Regions from separate parts of the Bicyclus anynana genome. Here region 2 is linked to region 1. Evidence: chromatin contacts called from public Hi-C data. All regions are on one chromosome and are shown on one strand. The core of a region is the stretch at or near the end of the contact, and the rest is flanking DNA. Distances in the headings are between cores, read along the strand shown.

Region 1 (4,115 bases), core at 442-2,941:
GTGTGTGTAAAGAAGTTTTACTTTAATAACACTATATTATTCAAAAATATTAATAACAAATGCCATTAGCATAGCTGGTTTATTCACTATTTCAGTCTTTATTATTAACCTGTTAAAATAAACATCAAATCAAATGACAAAATATCATTTACTTAATGTGTGATACAGTACAGTAAGCACCGGATGATATTTTTACATTGAGTCTCAATTTTGTATATGTCAACTAGCATAAGTCAAAGATAGTGAATAAGTCTGTTGGACTTAAGTAGTGTGAAGACTTAAGCTTAATAGCTTGCCAAATTCGTTCACAACACTCCAGATGGTCCGCATGAGCCAGGAGGGGGGTAGCAATGTCCCACAAACACAACTCATACCCTCTTTCGTCTTTTCCTCTGTTCCGCGTGAATGACTTCACACCCCGTTGCCCGCATATCTTGGGAGTGTCATGAACGCCAAGCTATAATACTAATAGTAACTCTTAGAATGCATCCAGTTAGTGAGCTGTCCGGGAATGTGCGCAGCAGATAAATGTTGAACTTGTAAAGTGTGCATTATTTATATTTTAGAATAATTTATCCTTACATAATTATTGAAGAAAACTGTATTTATCTTCTGGGAAAATTTAAACTTAACTTTAAACACAATTTACACCTGAGAACTACCACCAAATATTGTAATCAAATATGTTTTTATTTTAAAAGAGCTTTTCTACTTGGGCCTGCTAATCTTTTAATATTTGAAGAGAAAACATTCTTTTATAAGATAAGTTAAGAAAGATAACACACCTTTGCTTTTTCTTCTTGGCATGGAGGTAATTTGTTGACAACTTTGTCTGCTTGTACCATATTAAATAGTTCATTTGCTTCTTTTAATGTTTTCTGATACTCTATGTGCATACCACTGTTGATTTTCTCATGCACCCTTTTTAGATTTTCAATACGACGGGCCCAGTAGGCTTCCTCTGCTGCATACTCTTGTTGTTTCAATGTATCGTAAAATGGTGGTGGAGCATACTGAGGTTTTGGCTGTGGCTGCTCAGCTTGCTGTAATTTATTTTAAATTTATAAAGTACTAGCAGACGCCCGCGACTGCATAAAACTTGATGTAAACTCTCAACTACCCCTGACCTACCCCTTAATTTTTAAATGACCAAGGGATATATGGATGGATTCATTTTTATATATATATAGATGGCTCAAGAGATTTTTCAAATTTATTAACCCAAGTAAAGTATTGAAATGATAACAAAAGAGAAAAATGATAACTGCTTTATTATTTTTAGTGTAAACTAAGGTCTATCTAACCTTATTTGAACTAGGTTTTAATAACTGGTAATGAAGTACATGAATATGAGCGAAGTTCTAGAGAATAATTTGCGAAAAATAAATCTTAATTTCCATAGCTAAAACTTGTTATTTATTTTGTTTAATTACATGACATTGATGTAAAATTATGTAATGGTAAAACATATTTACTCGTGCATTCAGCTGGTCTTGTATGCGGTCTAAAGCCTCTTGAGAGACTTGTATGGCATTTTCGTTGTCTACACTTAACTTTCGACTGCTTTGCGAACCGCCCATGTTTATAAAAATTAATTAATCGAATTTATCGGCAAATCTCGTCAAAAAGGCATTTTCACAAAAAATATAATTCGAGTTTCGACTTTCTGTCATCCGTGATCTGTCAATCACGTCAATGATTGCACCACCACAGATTAACAAGATAATATGATTACACTCTATGTTGTCAATGGAATCTGCAGCCCTTAGACCATTAATAACGGTCTAAGCTGCAGCCGCAAGACAGATCACATCACAGATCACTTTATAAATTAAATTAGTAAAACACAGAATAATAACGTTAAAGACGATAGAGAATGAAGAACAAAACTGCAATGCACATAATTCTAAATCCTCTGAGTGCAGTGCAGAGAAATTCAAAGATGTTTTGCATAAACCGCTGAATAAATAATGTTTTGTATTAAAGTCTAGATTTAGAATATAACGATAAATTTATTTCCTTGGATTAGCTATTTTATTATAATAGCTAGTTTTTTTAATCTTTAAATATTAAACATATTTAGATTAATGAATACATTTTATTTATTAAAAAGAAAATACAAATGCATAAAATAATCTCTATTTTTTATTGCAGAAGTAAGTAGAGTTGCTATTCCATAATAGATGGCGCTATATTTAAAATCATTTTGTAAAATTTTACTTCGAATATTTTGTTTCAAAAAAAGAAAAAGGGTTATTTTCAAGTTCCGTCAGAAAAAAATGAGTATGGAAAACGTACTATTTGATGAATGTGTTTTATTGAACTTTCGCAATCGCAGGTGAAATTTTCAAGTAGTATATAGGCACATATTAATGTATCACAAATCCGTAATAGGCCCTACAGACTACTTTAGTCTTTTAGTTGAGTACCTACGAACAATTTTTGGATTTACCGCTCAAAAATCGTTCGTACTCGACTAAAATACTAAAGTAGGCTGAACTAGGCATTAGAGATGTATGGTCACAGATTAAACAATAATGGGCAGATAGAGCGCACAGATCACGACGGTGTCTTAACTGTTCCAAATACAAAATTCAAAAACGAATACATTCTCGAGTTAGTACGACACAAAGCGTCGTATTAGTAATTTTCAATATTATTCAAGACTAAAGAAACAAGATGGATTTTTTTAATGGTATTGAATGTTATATTTATTTACGTAATTCTTGTTAGTTTTAAATTTTTAAATACAAATTATAAAAAAGTATACGCGGATGTCAAGAAGACGCGTGACGTTTTTTTACGGGTTTCACCGGCTTCACGATGCTGCCTGTAAATGCTTCTGGACATTCTTTATTATGTATGGCTATGTACATGGATTGTACAAATGCACATGTTTTAAATCTGAATAAATTTCATTCCTACTTTCTTTCAAATAATCTTTGGACTTAAGTTTGTTTATGGGAAACCTACCAACCAGCAGTTACAATTATTTAGTGTACCTATACCTATAGTAAAATAAATTGCTTTATGATGTCAAGTTTAAAAAATAGCTGCCATATAAAGATCAGGATTACGGTCGTTACGAAATCGTTCATTCGCTCTTTCGTACCTGACTTATTTATAGGTACCATACCATACATTAATTGCTGAGATCAGGTATTTTTTTACTCACCAACTTTTTAGAGTACCGTAACGAAATTTATAAACAGATAGTAAACGTTTTAAAGGGCTTGTTTTTTTAGATACATTTTCGTAAATTTTAAATATCAATATTTTGATGTTACTGTATTATACAGTATGTTTTTTCGTTCCCTTTCGATGAGTCGGAGTTACTTTTAGGAGTGGGTACAAAAATAGGGTGGGTATCGAACCCATGACCTCTCGTTGTTGAGTCAGGCCGTTACCGCGTAGATAATAAGACTTAGTTTATTGTGGTAGGACTTAATCTTTTTAAGATTACCTAGCCCTGAATCTATAGTCGTAACGTAATAGCCCAGTGGATATGGATTCTGCCATCGAATCGAAGGGCCTAATTTCAAATTCGGTCCGGGGCATGCACTTCAAACTTTTCAGTTACGTAAGAATTTGAATATCATGCGTCTCAAAAGGTGAAGGAAAAGCATCGCGAGAAAAGCTGCATACTGCGTGGTGAACTATTCGCCGAACTTCTCTAATTTGGAAAGGACACTCGTGCTCAATAGTGAAGCGAATATGGGTTGTTAATGATGAAACCTCTGCTTTCTCTGTATGCTTCTGATCCTCCGATTCAACTTCGAATGAGATTTGTGTGGGCTTGCGTTTGCGTCTTGTGTTGGACGGAAAAAATATTGTACCTACTTAGAATTCTCAGTGGAAGACTGCAGAAAAATCAGAAGTATTACTCAGCTTGATTTCTTAGAAATGATTAGTAATCATTCTCACCAATTGGGAAGTTAGTGGTGTTACACTCTTGTGCCTCGGGAGAGCTCTTTTAGTGATCGTTAAAGAATTTAACATTACCACTATTGGCGTGTACAGACATTTTAGTGGGGTATGCATTTTACGTACGACCTGTTCAAAAACTCGTTTACCAATCAAGGTTCGTTATGACTCCTTAGGGTAGGCAGTGTATT
Region 2 (4,056 bases), core at 999-3,498, 280 kb after region 1:
TGTTGGTTGGCACTTACAAAACTCAGTAAAATGTATAGAAGTGACGAGTAATCGAACCTGTATAACTTGGTTCAGAGCACTCCTACATCATTCGTGGCGTACAAACTATTGCTACAAATGGGCAGTTCTAACGATACGTACCAGATTTTTTTCTTGGCGGGCACTTTTGAAAATCGACAAAATGTATGGAAATAACGAATCTTCGAACCTGTATAACTTGGTTCAGAGCCCTCCTACAACTTTCATGCCATATTAGTTATTACTCCCAATGGCTAGCTCTAACGATTCGTGCCATTTTTTTTTGTTGGCCGGCACTTTCAAAAAGAGCCCAAAAATGTATGGAGCGTGAATGATCTCCTTTATTATTTAATTATTATTTCTATATTATCTGTGTATTTTAAATGGGTGCATAACCTGAAATAAAGAATTATAAAAAAAAATATATATAAAATCTATATTTATTTACACTTACTGTATTTTTGAAGATTTTTTGTCTTGAGTAAATAAGTTTCGTACGTTTTTCAAGTTCGGATTTTATATGTTTATATATAGTTGTTGAAAATATAGAATTTCTGCGTACTATAAATTTCTTCAACAGTATATAGTACGCAGACCCGAAATATAGTACAATACTATATATTATAGTACGGTTGGCAACCATAAAGACTACCAACGACTAGGTAGGTAGGTAACTACTAAATCTTATTTCGCTGAAACTGCGTTGTAGTAAAATTCTTCGACTCGAGACAAGTTTAATAAGCGATTCTTTCATAACTCCTGTCATGTTACATGTTACGCCTGAGGATTACTTTGTTTCAATAGGGTTGATATCAAAAGCAATATATTTATGAAGTGAAACTTCGTGATCGGCGATTTTGGAACGAACTTCTTTCATGCGGCTTACAGTAGAGAGAACTGGAAGAAATCTTGACTTAGCGCAAAAGCCTTATTGTAATCAGAATAAAAGAAAAATTTTTAATAAGTTTATACAGGGTTAATTTGTATTAATTACCTTTTCACAACAATGTTTTTAACGTTTGTTTTTTATTTTACACGAAAAAGCGTTTTTATTTTCATAAAATATCACCCAATCTCACCCAACCAGGATTACAAAAATTGTCCGGAGGGATTTTTTTCATCAACATTTTCTCGAAAGTTCAAATACCTATATAAATAATTTAACTAAATTGAATTACGTGAGATTATTAATAAGTATTAAATTAATTATTGCAATTGCAATATGAAAAACTTATTATAGTAAATAAGACAAAAGAGCTATATTCTCACTTCTCGAAAATCGACCATTATAAATTAAAAAAAAAATGTTATGTTCAACCCTAGATAGATACCTACATGCACCTGGATTTACAAGGATAATAAGTTCCTTTTTGTACAAAATTCCCCTCGAGAAGAGTTGACAGCTCGCGTCGAGCATTCGACTGTAATCTCCACCGTTACGACAACTCGCCTCGGGTTAGACGGAATTTGTGGGAATTATTATAATAAACCATTAGGTTAGGCTTTTGCAAACAGGAAAATATGTAGGATAAAGGGGAAGCATATTAAAATTCGTGACGCTATAGATTTGCTGAGTATTAATAATGTAAAAAAAAAAATAAAAAATGTGGTGCTGGTGAAAACAATAATGTTTTACCAACACCACATATATTTAATGACCTACAACGATAATAATAGGTACTTTTAGCAGACTCAAAAGTGGATTACAGAAATAAGAAAATCAATGTCGAACAAAGGATATGATTCACAATATTTGTCAGAACAACTTAATCAACAAATCAAACTGTGACCAAAATAAGACCCTAGAATGCCGAGAATGACCTTGAGTGGAGTCACGAACTTGTATATCGTTGTGTGTAGAGTTAAGAGATCCCTTGACAGTTAACTAACACTCTCCTGAACTACATAAACTGGCTACCCCTCTCGAATTCCCTATTATTTACGGAAACAGGTCGCGCCATCTAGCGTCGGCACAAGCCAACACGAAACCCAAAAAATGGCGGTCAACAAGAATATTATTTTGGCCATCTACTGGTGAATCGCCAAACTAAACAAGTTGAACGTTTGTTATGGCCATCTAGTGACGAATAGCTAAACTACGACACAGTGGCTATGTACCACAAACTAAGTTTACCACCACCAACTAACCCGCGTGGGGCATTTATGAACGCATCGTATTCTATAATACACTTTGAAATATCCTTACTCTGTGACATATTTTACTTCTACTTTATCTATGCTCCAGTTAAAAAATTGAAGTTGGTACTAAAACCATCGCTTTTAGAGTTGCGTTTTCAGCATTATCATGGTTAAAATGCTATTATAATTTATTAGTATAAAATACGTGCCTCAAATATAGTTAAAATACGTGAAGTGCAAAGACAATTTGATATATTAAACAATTATATGAATACCTGCTTTTTGACAAATTGCGCTAGACCGCATAAATAAAATGGCAGCCCTACCACGTAGAATAATCAAAGAGACACAGCGATTGATGCAGGAACCCGTGCCGGGGATCAGCGCGGTACCGAGCGAGAACAACGCGCGTTACTTTCACGTAATCGTCACCGGTCCGGAGGACTCACCGTTCGAGGGAGGACTATTCAAATTAGAACTATTCCTGCCAGAGGACTATCCTATGTCAGCGCCTAAGGTTAGGTTTATAACTAAAATATACCACCCGAACATAGACCGGCTAGGTCGCATATGCCTCGACATCCTGAAAGACAAATGGAGTCCCGCGCTGCAGATCCGCACGGTGCTGCTGTCCATCCAGGCGCTGCTGTCGGCGCCCAACCCCGACGACCCGCTGGCCAACGACGTCGCCGAGCTGTGGAAAGTGAACGAGAGCGAGGCTATCCGAAACGCGAAGGAGTGGACCAGGAGATACGCCATGGACAACTGAGCGCGCCGTGCCTTGTCCACGCGCGCCGCGCACTGGACGAACACAATATATTTAACATGATTTTAAGAGTGCAAGTTATGTTTTACTACCTAGATCGAGTAACTTGTGGAGAGACAATTGTGGACAAATTTTTATTACCGGCGGGGGCACCGAGCCCTCGTGCCGCGGCCGACCTCGGCTCACCACGGCCGACCTCGGCTCTCCCATAGCCTCGCCCCTGGCTGCCGAGTGTAGTCTGGCAAGCCCACAGATTATCCTTTACCCAAACACATGTAGCTTGGTTATGATATTAGGTATGCATATTTTTTTACTATAATTATTAAAATAGCTAAATATAAAAATTCCTGAGACCCTATTGTATATACTTTAATAGTTGATCAAATTTGGTTACATTTATACAAAGGATATAGTGTACGGTCGCAAAGTTCAACGCCTTTGTATAACTTTATCAGTTTGGAAGTGCAACAAAAGGTTTATCAGTTCTTGATCTCTGCAGATACTGATTTTCTTCATAACTAGTGGAATATTGAGTAATTTATTATTTTTCCAGTGATTATTTGCATAAAATAATTTAAAAATGAATCTTATGTACTATATACGTTGTATAAAAGGTTATCATTAAATTGTATTTATGTACATTTGATTTGGCTTTGTGAGAAACTTGAAAATACATAATAAACAAATGCTAACCTTTATTTTTATTTCCATTCCTGAAGTTAAAAACAGCATTAAGTACCTACTTCAATAGATTTCCAACTGTAATAGTTCTATTGTGATATTAATTTGAACATGAGGCTGTGTCTCATGTTTTCTCATGTCAAATAGTATGGCATAAAATTAATATTAAATAAACATTAGATAACATAATCATACTTATTTTCTGCCTTAATAGATAAAATGATTGTAACAAATAGATCAACAATTAGTGCTCTTTTTAAGTGACATAACCTATAATAGTATATTTATCAAAACTCAGTGACTGAATAAAATTATGAGCTAATATTTTATCCTCAAATGGCCAGTTGACTGTAATTATTTATGTAGATAATTATAATTTAGGTATGTTAATAACCTTTTTACAAAGAATTAAGAATTTAGTCTGAAGGAACTCAGGTCTATACTATGAGATT

What was found. A called contact is a pair of places that touch in the nucleus more often than the background predicts.
Region 2: a Hi-C map of whole body shows a contact between it and region 1, with 10 times the contacts expected there. The contact joins the promoter of LOC112044388 here to the promoter of LOC112047477 in region 1. A contact is called at or near these places in 2 of 2 Hi-C or Micro-C datasets (whole body and whole larva).

The regions. Positions count from the first base shown.
Region 1 is chr1:1,809,759-1,813,873 of ilBicAnyn1.1, forward strand. LOC112047477 reads right to left here and starts at 1,692. Exons shown (of 3, transcript XM_024084604.2): 1 at 1,476-1,692; 2 at 786-1,043. The coding sequence starts at 1,580.
Region 2 is chr1:2,089,183-2,093,238 of ilBicAnyn1.1, forward strand. It overlaps LOC112044388 (ubiquitin-conjugating enzyme E2 N), which reads left to right and starts at 2,249. Exons shown (of 1, transcript XM_024080218.2): 1 at 2,249-3,615. The coding sequence starts at 2,471. The coding sequence ends at 2,926.